2 separate regions of the Mus musculus genome follow, and region 2 is linked to region 1. The links are chromatin contacts, called in public promoter capture Hi-C maps. All regions are on one chromosome and are shown on one strand. Each heading gives the region's core, a stretch centred on a gene start, on an enhancer-like site or on the middle of the called end of the contact. The rest is flanking DNA. Distances are from core to core; before and after follow the strand shown. Region 1 holds the start of N4bp3 (NEDD4 binding protein 3). Region 2 holds the start of Skp1 (S-phase kinase-associated protein 1).

Region 1 (7,258 bases), core at 2,492-4,991:
CCACTGCCCAGCACACGGTAGGTGCAAACAACCAGCAGTGAATGGCACCTTATATGCTTCCCATCCACCCACACACAGCTGCTCCCAGTGCCAGGCAGATGTCTGGCAGGCAGGCTGCATCTGGGAGTACCCACCGCCACCCACCCAATGAGCTTCCGGGACACCCACTCCCACCCCAAACAATGGTGGTTAGGAGGCTCCATCCTCAACCATTTCCAGGTTTTGTGTTTGTGAAAGACAAAGGACTCTCTGGGAGAGGGAGGGCAGCCTGGTCCCCACCCCCACTCCACAGCCAACTCTACCCTAGGCAATAAATAACTGTAATGGCCTGCTCTGCTCCTAAAAAACACACCACTCAAGGTGGGGTGCAAGTCTTAGTTTAAACACCCAGCCCAGCTCCATATGAACAGTCGGACCCTTCTAGGGATATCACAAGCTATGTAAACTCAAGAGATAGGGACTACTGGAGCTGGGGCTCTTTCAGTAACATGGCATTTTGCAGGAGTCTCAAGGAGAATATGGCGTCAATAGCTCTCCTTTTAAAATGTAATTCATTTATTTATCTTGGGTTTTGAGACAGAGTGCTGAGATTAAAGGCGTGTGCTGCCACCCCCCAGCTCAGTATCCCTCTAAAAAAGGTAAGCCCTTGGAGGCTCAAAAAGATGGAATGACCTACCTAAGGTCACAGAACTGGTCATGATGAAGACTCACGGGATCCGAGCACCACCAGGACTGCCAAGTGTCTAGGAGGACTCAGGATGTCACCCACAATCAAAAGAATTTGACCTGGTCACCTTGTCTCCCCATTCAACACTGCCTCACCTTGACGAGCTAGATAGACATGACCGCGTGTGAAATATTCAGTTGCTCCTCAAGGAACAAGATCTAGTCTCCAGCCATCTCCCCCCCCCCTCGGCCCCCCCCCCACCCCCGTCATCTCTGTCAGGATAACTGACAAAGAGGCCGCGGAGGAGAAAGGGCTTTGTGAACTGTTAAGTCCTGGATGCCCACTGGGGACAGTGTCAGATATACCCATTGCACCCCAAACACACAGACCCTCACTTTCCTGTGTGCAGTCACTCGCTTGCAGTCTCATGAGAAACAACTGACACTATGTGGTACCCACAAAAAGGGTCTCAGGTCTCAGGGATGAACCAGTGTGGCCGTGAGCCAAACTATGCAAATGGCCTCATACGGAAAACAGTGTCCTGTAGACAAATGTATGTTACGAGACCAAAGTGAGGACAGTCCTGTCCAACAACGGACAATATGGCTTATACAAGGTCACCCACCCAGACCAGGTCTCACTCAGTAGCACTGTCTGCTCGACCTGCTGGGCTGAGGCCATCCCTGGTCTTAGTTTGGAGGCTAACCCTTTTCCTAGAGAACCCAACCTACCCCTGCCCCTCCCCCAACACACACATTCCTTCCTTTCCGTTGCTTAGGAGCCTTGGGATTGCCTGCCTGGGCCAGGGCAGCTGTGCAGGCTCTCTGGCCTGTGATGTGTGTGTGTGTGTGTGTGTGTGTGTGTGTGTAGGAGAGAGCTAGCAAGAGCCTCATAACCTCTGGGAGATCAGAGCAGTACAGAAAGTGGGAGTGGGGGGGGGGTTCCACCAAATGCTAGGGCTGTGCTGCCACAGTAGGGTGTCTATCTTAATGCCCAGGGCTCTGTAAGGAGCTGAACACACCATTACTCATCCAGCCACAGCAGTACCCCTTCATTCCTGTCTCCCTCTGGCCCCAGGATCAGCCAGCAGTGCAGAAAGCCTCAAATAGAGGTACCCAGCGGGGCACCCCAGCACCAGACCCTGGATGCCTCTTCAAAGCACATCCAGGAGGTGGAATGAGGTGCCCAAGGTCATGTTCAGCAGTATGGGAGGCAGCTTTCACTGCATTTCCTTCAGGTTAGGGCACCTCATCCTCCCCGAGGCAGGAGTTACAGTTCAACCTGAACTGCCACTAGTCCCACCAGAGTGCCCCAGGGGAGGGTCACACCACCTGCTGGGGGGATCAGCCTTTCTGAGGGGTGTGCCTGCAGCTGCCACAGAGGAATGACACTGGAATGTCCCAACTCCAAAAATGGGGACAGCCTGAGAGGCGATGGGGGCAGCTGGCATACCCTACCCCCTGGACAGAATTATCCACATTTTGCTCTATGTCCAGTGCTTCAGTGTTTCTGAGCTCTTCTATTTCACAATGTCACATCGTCTCCACACTAGTCGGTGGAGCACGGCATAAAGGACCCTATCTACACATAGGGAAACTGAGGCTTGAAAGAAGGAATCACACGCTGAAAGAAGACTCCGCTTTGAGGACCAATCTGGATTCCCACAGTAAAGCCCTCTATACTACACCCAGCTGTCCCAGCTAGGGGTCACCTTCCACTAGTATACTCTGCTGTCTACGTAGCCTGCCCAGCCCCCCATGCTTGTTTCTCCCAAGGGCAAGGTTGAGAGGGATGGAACTTAACCCCCCTCCCAGAGATCCCTCCTGCCCGCCCTGGGGAAAGAGGTAAGAAGAAGAAATAGTGGAAGTGGCGCAGGTTTAGGGACTCTTGAGCTCAGGAAACTGCTAGAGGCGGTGTCGGGAACTAGCTGGTCGCTTTCATTCAGTCTTGCACATACACACCCACACGCAGCCAGTCGGCAGAGAAGCCCTGCTTGTGAGAGCCTGGGAGGAGGCTCATCTCTAGGTCCAGGAGGGCCTCCCGCCTCTGCTCCCGCCCAAGGACAACCATTCCCAATCTGTATCTTTGGGTTGGGTATGTCCCAAGCTCCCATCTTAATACTGAGATACCTTAAGAGTCCTGGTCCTTACTTTTGTCAAAGGCTAAAGTCAGGACTGGAACAGAGTCCCAGACCTTGGGACGTCCCCTGTTCGCAGGTCCCCAGGTGAGGACCAGACACAGTAGGGGGCTGAGGCAGGAAGAGGGTACCCTGAGGGTGAGGGCAGGTGAGTGGTGTCCCCGGGAAGGCGGCAGAGAAGACAGGTTGGACATCCCGGTGGAACTGCGCCCAGGAAGGCTGTGGAGGAAGCAAGGGATCCCAGAACTACCGGAGGCCCTCCTAGCTACCCAGGGGGCGGGGTGGGGTGCACGTCTCCCGCCCGCCGTCTGTGGGGCCTGCTTAGAGCTGGTGCAGGGGGCGGAGGCCGAGGTCAGACTCCTGCGCCAAGGGCGCCTGCCCCTCCTAGCTGCGGCGTGGGGATCGGGGCGATGCTCCACGGAAAATGCATTTACAGGTCAGCCTCGTGCGCGGGAGCAGAGGACACCGGGGCGCGCACAGCATCCTGCCAACCCCCGCCGGGTGTCCGAGAACGACCTCAGCGACCCGCCCTACCCACTTACCATGCTGGCTCCGTGAATCCTAGGGCGCGCTGCAGTCCCCAGCTCGGTCTCGAACCTTTCTCTTCCCAGGCTCTTCGGGAACGCGCGGGAGCCGGATCGGCGGGCAAAGGACGCACTGGGCGACACTCGTCCGCTGGCCCCAGAGACGGAGGGAAAACCCGGCCTGACTCACCCGCGCGGCGCGAGCCCCAGCGCCCAGCCCGGCCCCCGGATGTGGGGGGCGGGAACCGGCACCGCCCCCGAGCGACCTGAGCCCCGCCCGGGCTCGCGGGTGCTGCGGGGCCGGGACCCCACCGCTAGCCGCGCATGGTGCAGCGGCCACCGCGATGCGTGCTCGTTCGCTCGCTCACGTGCAGCAGCTCTGCAGACCCCAGCCCGGACGAGGCTCTAGAGCGCGCGCCGCACTGCTTGCTGCTCCTCCTTCTCCTCCTCCTCCAACTCGGGCCTCGCCCGCCTCACCCGGTTTCCTTCCAGAACCAGCTTCCAAACTGGCTTGCTGGGATGGGTTGGTCAGGTCTCTGCCGCCTCTTTCTCAGGTAAGCGCCACTTTCCTCGTTTGAGAATAAACCCAAGACGCGCTCTAAGAGCCGAAGAGGTGTAGTAGGCGTCTACAGTAGTTAGCCGCTGGACTTTTATTTTGGAGGGAGGTTGATTTACCTGTGCAGCCTTCTAGGGGCGGCAGGTTCAGATGCCTTTAGGGGCCAGACTGATAGTGTAAATGAGTCATATGGGTTGGGTAAGCCAGTAGCGGGGACGGAAACCGAAGGCTGGACACTCAGACACGTTCAAGAGTAAGAAGTTGGAACACCTTTTCTTCCTTAAAAAGTTAAACATAGATGTGGGGTGGGGTGGGGTGGGGTGGGGTGGGGTGGTAAGGGTTGTGTATGGAGAGATGGTTCAGTGGTTAAGAGTACTTGCTGCTCTAGCAGAGGACCCGGTTTTGGTTCCCAGCAACCACGTGGTTGCTCACAATCCTTTGCAGCTCCAGTTCCAGGGTATGGAACGCCCCCCCCCTCACCCCCACCCCCGGCCCCTGGGGGCATTACTCGCACTGGGTGCACATTTACTCACGCTGGCACATACACGTAATTTTGTTGTTGTTGTTTTTAAGATAAAAAAAAAAAACCAAACCAGTAAGTTAAACAGATTCATGATAGCATTTCCACTCCTGGGTATATGACTAAAGAAATCAGGTATGCCAACAAGTGCTTGCACTCAGATGATCATAGCAATCCTGTGTATAACAGTCAAAAGAAGGACACAGGTCAAACCCTCCAGCAATTAGTGAAAGGATAAACAGTGTGGTCCAACCATACAGTGGAATATTACTTACCACAGAAAAGGCATAGTGCCATTTCATGCTACAACTCAAACCTCTAACAAGTGATGGTAAGTCAAAGAAACCCAGCAGAGACCATGTGTGAACCTTTATGGACAGAATGCAGGCTAGTGCTAGAAGCCACAGGGAGGGAGAAATGAGGATGATCCTTGCAAGTTATCGGGTTTTGTCCTGGAATCAGGTGGTGGTGACAGCACTTTCCTTTTACATTGTCTTACAGAGGGCTGGGGTGTGACTCAGTAGGAGAGCATTCTCTCAGAGGCTGCTTGAGGCCCTGGGTTCAATTCCCAGTACCTTAAGTTAAAATGGATAATTTTGTATCAGGCAAGTCAACTTCATTTAAACAACAAAACATTACTGTGGCCCAGCAGGTACCGATTTGCCGCCTCTGTTTTCTATTTCTACCGTAGTCAAATGTTAACAATGGATTTTTCTCTTTAAGAAACCTCATTCACAGCACTTGGTATCTCAGTCATGCAGGGACTGCAGGTATATGGGGGAGCGGGGTTGCCTGAGACAGATGAACATTGACCATAAGAGCACACGTATGGTCTTGGGGACCTGAGGAAATGCCTCTCTGGGCAAGTAGCCTGACAGAAGCCCAGAATTCAAATGTTTCCTCAGGGAGGTGTATTCATGGTTCTGAGGCCCAGAGCTGGAGAAATCTGGACATGTTCAGATGTAGAGGAGCTCTGAAGGGAGGCCAGGGCCTGGAGAGTTCCCCAAAGGTGGCACACAGGTGTTGTCCCAGAACTGCCTCATGGATCATCCTGCAGAGCCTCTGCAATACAGACACAAGAATAACAGCAACAATAATAATTACCAAGTATTTGTGGAGTTAGGGCATTTGTAATCCCAGTATTTAGAGTTTAGAAAAATAGGAAGATCAGACTGGAGAGAGGCTCAGCCGTAAAGAGCACTGACTGCTCTTCCAGAGGTCCTGAGTTCAATTCCCAGCAACCACAGGGTGGCTCACAACCATCTGTAATGGGACATCTGATGCCCTCTTCTGGCATGTCTGACAGCTACAGTGTACTCATATAAATTGAGAGAGAGAGAGAGAGAGAGAGAGAGAAGGGAAATCAGGAGTTTATCTGAGAGAGAGAGAGAGAGAGAGAGAGAGAGAGAGAGAGAGAGAGAGAGAGAAGGGAAATCAGGAGTTTATCTGTCTGGCTAAGGAGAAGGTTGCACAAGGCTGGACTATGCACTGTGCTGTGCACACAAGTCTTGCTTGCCAACAGAAGCGGGGAGGATGGGTTATGGGCACCCAGGCAAAAGAGGTGAGAACATTCTTGAGGAGAAAAAAGTCAAAACTAATTCTAAATCCTTTTATTCTGTGTGTATTGATGTTTTGCCTACACGTATGCCTGGGTGAAGGTGTCCGATCTTGGAGTTATAGTTGTGAGCTACCATGTGTGTGCTGGAAGAGTAAGCAGTGTTCCTAACCACTGAGCCATCTCTCCAGCCCCCTAAATTCTTTTTTGTTTGTTTGTTTGTTTGAAACAGTCTCTTGTAGGGCAGGCTGTCCTTGAACTCATTTGGTAGCAGAGGATGGCTTTGAACTCCTGATCTTCCTGCTTTCCATACTCTAAATACTGGGATTACAAATTCCCTAGCTCTGTAAATACTTAGCAATGATTACTGCTGTTGTTATTCTTGGTGTGTGTATGTGTGTGTGTTTGTTGTTGTATGTTGACGTGTATGCATTTGCGTGCAGGTGGAGGACAGTGGACGGTTTGTGGAGTCTGTTTCTCTCTCTCTACCTTTACATGGCTTCGGAGGATCAAGCTCAGGTCCTCGGGCTTGTACAGCAAAGACTTCGCCCAGCGAACCATTTCAGCTGCCCCATCTCTAAGTGAGTCAGGTTCAGTGACACCCAAGGCCACCTCCCTCCCCTTCCTGGATCCCCTTCTATGTTTGCAAATGCAGTGACTTATCCAGGTTCTGGTTTCCTCCTTCTTCCCTCCCCCTCCAGTGTTCTTTCCCTTTACCAGGCTATCAGAAGAGAGGGATGGTGGCTGTATCCCGGGCATCCCAGCAGGAAGGACTGGGTTAGAGGCTCCTGGCTGAACAGAACACTCAGAACTGGCATTTCAGGTAAGGATCCTGGCTGGGATGCAGATCTGAGGGGCTAGAGTGGAGGGAGAGAGCCTGCTGCTAACCTCTCAACAAAGATGTCATTCAGGGAAGCAAGGGGACATCAGGAGGCAGGCTACTTGTCCCCATCCTTTGCACAGGCTGGGGACTCCACAGACTGCTAAGACAACTGTCCTGCCCCTAGGGAGGAGCTGGCCCGACAAATACTGCCTGGCTTTTGAGCCTTTGCGTATTGTTACTCTTTGTGTGTGTGTGTGTGTGTGTGTGTGTGTGTGTGTGTGTGTGTGTGTGTGTGTATTGTTACTCTTGTTACCTTGATAGGAAATGGCAAGGCAGGTAGGACCAGCTGACCCTGTAGAGAAGTAGGTGGAGACACCATCCAGTGCCTTCTCTTCCCCTACCCCCCTTATGCCTTCCTCTGTGTCAACAAGGCATGGGACATGCCACTGGACTCTTGGATGTCCTTGGTTCAGCTT
Region 2 (7,258 bases), core at 3,075-5,574, 580 kb after region 1:
TTGTGTTCTCCACTTCCTATATACCCTCAGGGAAGGGCAGAGCCTAGGAGTTGTTTACTTCCTGAGTGCTGAGGTACTTCTCAGGACAGAATTCTTCACTTTCCTTTGTGGGATTAGCAGGAGCGCTCCTTCTAGAAGGAATGCTTTATCTCTGGTACGAAACAGCAACTTAACTTAGATGCTATTATCCTCTGGCCTAGAAGGCACAGCAAGAGTCTTCCCTATCTATCGGCGGGCGCCTAAGAACGAGAACACGAATTGAATTCTGAGCTGCTATGAGCCATTGGGTTGATTTATTAGTTGGCTGAGACAGGGCCACGTGTAATTCAGGGTGGCCTCCAACTTGCTTTGTGGCTGAGGGTGGCCTTGAACTTCTGGTCCGTCTGTCTTGACCTCTCAAGTGCTGAGATCAAAAATGGGCACACCGTGTCCAGTCTGTACAGTCCGGAGGATGGAGCTCAGGGCCTTGTGCTTCTTGGCAAGCACTCTATCAATTGAGCTACATTCCTAACCCCAAAGTTCTGGTGTGTTTGTTGTTCTGTTTTAAATAGTTATTTTTGTGTATGAGTGTGTCTTAGTTAGGGTTACTATTGCTGAAACACCATGACCAAAAGCAACTTGGGGAGGAAAGGGTTTAGTTTGCCCAATGTTCCATGTAACAGGTTATCATCAAAAGCAGCGAGGGCAGGAACCTAGAGGGAGGGGCTGTTGAAGAGGCCATGGAGAGATGCTGCTTACCGGCTTGCTCTCTGACAAACCCAGGACCACTAGTCCCGGAGTGGCATTGGGTTAGGCCCTCCCCCATCGATCACTAATTGAAAGGATGCCTTACAGGCGGATCTTATGGAGGCATTTTCTCACCTGAGATGAGGTTCTCCTCTGATGACTCTAGTTTGTGTCAAGTTGACATAAAACTAGCCAGTACAGAGGGTTTGACTACATATATGTAAGTACACCATGTAATTACAGTACCACCTGTAGAGGCCAAAAGCATTCAGGAGATCCCCGGAAGCTGGAATTACAGGCAGTTGTGATATACCTTACACGGGTGCTGGGAACAGAGCTCTGGTCCACCTGCAAGAGCAGCAAGTGCTCTTAAATGCTGGCATCTCTGCAGCCCCCAAATCCTGTTTTAAAGCCATTGTGAAGGCTGGTCCTCATGGGAATCTTTGTATGGACATTTGCCCGCAGTAGAGACTGACTCACTAAGGCCAATCATCTCCAGAAATAACAATCAAAACAACTGCTTTTTCCCAAGGGCTCTGCCTGCCGCCCAGGCTTTCGCTTTGCCTAGAGGCTGTATGCTGGGAAACAGGTGTACATCAGAACTTGTCTGGAGCACTGGAGGGACTGGGGAGGGGCAAGGCTAAGGTCCCGGTTTTTTATTTCAGCGAGAATGAAGGATGGCACAGCTTTGGGATGATCTCTCTCTCTCTCTCTCTCACTCACACACACACACACACAAGAGGACTCTGTAAAGCCAGTCCTTTCAGATCTAGACTGACAATTATTAATAAACTGCATGGAGATGCACTCCTCCTAGCTTATTCTCTGCAATCCTGCAGCCATCTTGGCTCTTAGACAGAGGTTTCCGGGTAAAGTGGAGTTGATTAAAAAAGTGTGGCACTACTCCAGTCTTTTCTGATAAATACTGCTCCTTCCTGGCAATGCATTAGCACTGAGGCCCTACCCCAGAAGTTTCTCCAATTACTCTAAGCTTAAGAATCACCTTGGATAGTTTAAAAGGCAGAAAAACCTGCTCACGGGTTAGATTCATTACACTGAAAATGGACTCAGCTGCCTTTTCTTTTTCTTTTTGTTTTGTTTTTCGTTTTTGTTTTTTTGTTTGTTTGTTTGTTTTGTTTTTTTTGAGACAGGATTTCTCTGTGTAGCCCTGGCTATCCTGGAACTTACTCTGTAGACCAGGCTGGCCTCGAACTCAGAAATCTGTCTGCCTCTGCCTCCCAAGTGCTGGGAAAGGCTTGTGCCACCACCGCCTGGCTTAGCTGCCTTTTCTTGAGTGGTACCAATTAATTATTGTATTATCCACTAAAAAATTCTTTTTTTGATTTAGGTTCTTGCTTTATAGCCTTAGCTGACCCAAAATTATGTAGACCAGGCTATTCTTGAACTCACTATGTGTAGAGGATGCCCTTGAACTTCGGATTCTCCTGCTTCTGTCTCCTGAGTGCTGGAGTTACAGACCTGTGCCATCATGCAGTTTGTGGGGGTGTTGGAAATCAAACCCATGGCCTCACATATGCTAGGCATACACACTGCCAACTGAACTACATCCCCAGACCCAGAAAATAAATAGACTTGCAAAAGAGTTGTAGTCCTGCATCCAATCCATTACAGGTAGAAAATTGATATATAATACACGCTTATGAACCCATATCCAAATGGTGGGAATATATATATATATATCAATCACCCTACGTTTGCCCCAGCTGCTAGTTCCATTTCTTTAGGCAAAGGATTTCTTGTGCATCTTTTGTGAACTATCGTGCACCTTAAATAGTCTGAGCATGGCAAGGATTGAACTCAGGGGCCTGGGCACGCTAAGCTTTGTTCCAGCACCCAAATCTCCATTTTCTGCTCTAAGCATTTGTTAATTCCGTTACTGGAGGCTCTCAGACCTCTGGGGAAAACCATATACTTTGTGCCATGCAGTGTGCTGGCTTCTTAGGCTCGCTGTATGACCCAGGACTGTTTAAGGAGCCCACCGAGTTTATGGCACGTGGAGGAAAAGGCTCTCTAGTGGGCCTTCCCTAGGAGGCCCGAAGCCGGAGCTGTGAAGGGCAGGCAGCGCTGCAGATAAAAAGCCTGAGAACTGTGGGTCTTTCATCTTCTGTCATCGACTCTGGCACCTGGCAGACATTGGATACCAGCAGACAAAGACCTGGTAATTCAACCCATTGCTTGGTCTCTCTGCCCAGTCTTGTCCTAGAGAAGCTGTAGTCTCTGGTTTCTTTAGGAGGCCCTGTGTGGAAAAGTCTTTTGTCTTCGTGGTGCCAGGAATACCAATCATGTGCTCACTGGTTAGGTGAGCCTGGCGCCTTGGTGGGGCTAGTGATGCTCCCTAGACACAGCAGGGCAGGGCAGGGCAGGGCAGGCAATTGCCCTCTTCCTGGCTGGGCTGAGGCCAGATGGGTGCTTTCAGGCCTCTCCCTTTACTTCAAAGCTGTTTCATTCTAGCGACCTTATCACAGCCTTCTTTGAGCCGCCTGTACAGCATAGCCTGTTCAGGTTGAGCCTGACTGTCCCCGTTCATTGCTGGATGGATCCCCAGCACTGGCCTCACAGATTGGCCTAGAGCATGGTTACCCAAAGAATGTAACCTCCATGCTACATTCACATTGACTCTCTCCAGGCTTGGCGCTTCACTCCAACAATGGCTATTTGGGGGCCTGGAAGCCTCTTCAAAGTTCAAAGGTAGGAAATAAAGGTGAAGATTAGCCAACAGGGTGGTCCTAGCCTCGAATCTCCAAGCTGGCTATTGGGAGGCAGACAGATCTGAGTTTAAATAGCGAGCTCCAAGCCTTATATAGTAAGACCCTGTCTCAAAACAAAACAACAAGAGTTTCAGGCAAGTATATATGTGGTGAAAATGCCTGTGACCCCAGCGCAGGTGGAAGGAGATCATGAATTTTAGACCAACCTGGTCAACATACTGAATTTACAGCTACTCTGTGCCAAACAGGGTCCCGTCTTAAAATGCAAAGAAAATAAAACTTTAAAAATCAAATAAGCAGGTGTACCATGTCAGGAGTATTTAAGAATTCTAAGCCGCCTAGGTTAAAGAAACACCTTTGTCTCAACATGGCATACATGTATATATATATATATATTTAATTCAGTATCAGTAGAGAAGGTTCAACTCCTGAACCCCTGGTCAGCAAACTCAATTCTATTTCCTTAGGTTATTAGGAGAGTAACGGTGGTCAGGCTGAGGCGACTCCTTTAAGGAAAACACACACCCACAACCGGTTTTGCGGTTTGTTGTTTCCAGGCTTTTCCAGGACTGGGGTCTTTCAAGCCGTTTAAGACAGCCCATGCCTGAAAGACCCTTCGGGTCGAGATGGTTTCCCAGCCGGTGCCGGAGTCCGCTTTGAAGGAGAGCATGGCGCTGTTTAGGCCAGCGGAGTAAGGAGGACGTCCCTCTCTTGCCCAGCCACCCCTCCACCCGCCGCCGCTCAGCACCTCTCCAGGAGACCTCTGCGGCGCTCAGGGTCTGCCGCCTGTGTTTCGACTGCCGTCAGGCGATCTCAACGGCCAGCCCGGCCGGCTGTGTGACGTCACGGGCTCGGGGTCCTCGGCGCCTGCGTCCCGCTGCTATAAAAGGCGACGCCGCGCGGCGCCGCTCGAGTGGCCTTGTTCTCGATACTTCGTTGTGGTTGTGAACTCTGTCCGGCAGCCTCGGGCCTGCGGTCTTGAGACGGAGCACCGTGAGTAGCAACCCGCGAGCCGGACACGTTCCTCGAGGGAGGGGCTGGGTGGGAGCCTCGCGTTGGCTGTGGAGTGCACGAGGCGGCGAGGCGACCTGGCCTCGTATCCTGAGGCGCCGTGCGGCCCGTTGCAGACCCCCGGACCGCGGGAGGCACGAGGAGGCCGAGTCAGGCCTTCAAGGGTCTCCCATCCTTTCGGCGCTCGCTCAGGGAAGAGAGTCGAGCCCTGTGGCAGGCCTGCCGCTTTGCAGGCGACGTCAGTCGGCCCCAAACGCGACTGGAAGGCCCAGGCTTCGTACCGGGCCTGCCTTAGCGACAGGCTTGCTGCTCCGCGCTCCAGGCCGGGTGGGCAGCGAGGCTTTGAGTAGGGGTCCTGGGCCGTTCCAGGTGGTGGCTGTCGTTGCCATTTGATTCTTGGCTCCCTCCCTTTTCTCCTGTATCTGGCGTCAATTAGCTCCTTATTGGTCTCACCTTTTTAACCACCGAATATGCAGGTAACAGACTCCCAATGTTTCTTTGCGTTTTGTCACGTTCTGCAGTCTCTGAACTTGTTACTGTAATAGACACTGTCGTCTGAGGTGTGTGGCATTTGACGCTAAAACCTGAGGTGTTTGGGTTTTTTAAGGGATAGTGCTAAAACCTGCCTTCTGGTTCACTTTTTCACGGAGTCCTCAGGTTTGGAGACTCAGTTTTTCAGCAGAATGTTACAGTAGACTGTATTGTGGCATAGAACAATGCAGTCTCTTCCGTCCTGCAGTGTAGTAACAAGTGTCAGAATTTCGAGTCACTTAAAACAGGTTTGTTTTTAAAGTCTGGTATACTAGAATTCTCATGCTAGACTTGGATGATTAATTTCCAAGTCTAGGAGCTTAGAGAACTGAAGAAGGGTTTTTTGAAAGCATATCAAATCGAAACCTCATACATTATTACTTAAAAATTTTGCACTTAATTCCAACACAACAACAAAAGTGAAGTCTAGGATTACAGAGTGCGTTGAATTACAGATTAACCGATTGCCTCCCTGTCATTTAATAAGATCCTGGCTCCCTTGCAAGTAACCTAATACCTAAATTTGACTATGACTAAGCACATCTTTATTTATTGTGAATTATTTCAAGGAAATACGGGGTGGTCTTTTAAAATAATTTTATCAACTACATAGACTTGTTCTGGAATGCTCATTGTAGTACTAGAGATCATAAAAAGAACACAGTGTCTTGCTATTAAAAACTGGCCTATTTTAACTTTTATTGTTGCCTTATCATAGGGAGGGTCTGCTGCTCTGACTTCTCTGTTCTGCAGACATGTTTGTTAGTTGAAAAGTGAACTCTTGAGTCTCTTCAACCATGGATGAGTGGGAGCTGGGTATTTCAATGGATGATTGTAAAACAAGCTTTACCTCTCCCAACCCCCTTTCTTGAAGCTTGTTTACTTGAGGAATTGGGGACAAGTGTCTCAGAAAGCTGAATGAATATTTTAGGAGATGTGCTGAGTCTTAAGTGTTTGACCCTAAAATAGGTGTAGTAGTTATTTTAAATGCTAAACCCTGTACTTTTGTGAAAAATCGCGTTAGTAATACAACTCAGATCCAGAAATGCTTAAGAAGTACCTTTAGAGTAACATTGAAGGCTTGTATCTTCCTTAGAAGCACAGACCTGCCTAGTTGCATGTGAGGTAGGGATTTTGGTGCCCACCTTTAGTCCCAGCACTGGAGGCAGCGGCAGGTTTATGGCTGAGTTCAAGACTAGTCTTAAGTTCCAGGACAGCCAGGGTAATACAGAGGAACCCTATCTCAAAAAACAAAACAAAAACTATCAGAAAAAAAGTTGCTTGTGAATTTTAAAGAGGTCTTGAATTAATCCTCTTTTGAAGGGATGAGGGGGAAATCTGATGATAAGAAATTGCTGGCTTAGAGCTTTTAGTATTAATACTGATTTGTTTTTATTTGGCTTTTTTTTTTTCCCTGATGACTCATTTTATATCTCAGTTGATAAGGTTTTGGATTTTTGTTTTTGGGGGGATTTGTTGAGTTTAGTTTTTGAGACGGGGCCAAGAAAACCAGGCTAACCTTAAATTTATTTTCCTATGTGTCAAGAAGATGGTCATAAACTCCTGATCCTTCTATTTGGCAAACTGTTGGGATTATGGGATGTACTTGCTTGGCTCACCTTTTGGGGAGAGGGGGAGAGGGCGGTGTTGCAGATTGAAATAGAGCTTTATACGTGTTAGGCATTATACTAAGGAGCTATATCTCCAGCCTCTTTTGTATTTCATTTTAAGCAGACTCTTACTGAGTTCCACCAAAGCTGGCTTGACCTCATTATGTTACTTAGTCCTTGAAATTATGATCCTCACTCGGGCATCTAAAAGCTGGGCATTACAGGACTTTTCTCTGTATAGCCCTGGCTGTCCTGGAACTCACTCTGTAGACTGGCCTTGAACTCAAAGAGATGCACCTGTGTCTTGACTCCCAAGTGCTGGAATTAAAGGCATACACTACTACCATGCCATTTTAAATTAATTTATATTTGGTGGGTGTTTTTGTTTTTGGAGACAGATTCTTACATAACCTAGGCTGGATTTGAACTTGGCTGTGTGCCTGATGTCTGAATTCCTGTGTCTCAAGTACTGGCTTTATAGGTGCCTGCCACTATGACTTAAATGCATTTTTGTAGTTTGCTTTTGTGGAGACAAGGTCTGTCTGTGTAGTCCTGGCTATCCTGTATGTAGCTATTTAGACCATGCTGGCCTCTGTCTGCCTCTGCCTTCTAAGAGCTGGGATTAAAGGCCTGTGCCACCACTCCTGGCTC

Evidence for each region. Capture Hi-C pulls out chosen DNA fragments and counts their contacts.
Region 2: a promoter capture Hi-C map of adipose tissue shows a contact between it and region 1. The contact joins the promoter of Skp1 here to the promoter of N4bp3 in region 1. A contact is called at or near these places in 2 of 39 promoter capture datasets (liver and pre-B cells), 3 of 115 datasets of contacts at active chromatin or transcription factors (double positive thymocytes, embryonic stem cells and pro-B cells) and 3 of 9 other capture datasets (adipose tissue, liver and macrophages).

Annotation. Positions count from the first base shown.
Region 1 is chr11:51,647,332-51,654,589 of GRCm38.p6, forward strand. It overlaps N4bp3 (NEDD4 binding protein 3), which reads right to left and starts at 3,742. Exons shown (of 5, transcript NM_145974.3): 1 at 3,347-3,742. It overlaps D930048N14Rik (RIKEN cDNA D930048N14 gene), which reads left to right and starts at 3,623. Exons shown (of 4, transcript NR_027958.1): 1 at 3,623-3,882; 2 at 6,403-6,540; 3 at 6,661-6,782. It overlaps Gm30058 (a long non-coding RNA gene), which reads right to left. Exons shown (of 2, transcript XR_388627.1): 2 at 4,759-5,466.
Region 2 is chr11:52,227,671-52,234,928 of GRCm38.p6, forward strand. It overlaps Skp1 (S-phase kinase-associated protein 1), which reads left to right and starts at 4,325. Exons shown (of 6, transcript NM_011543.4): 1 at 4,325-4,448.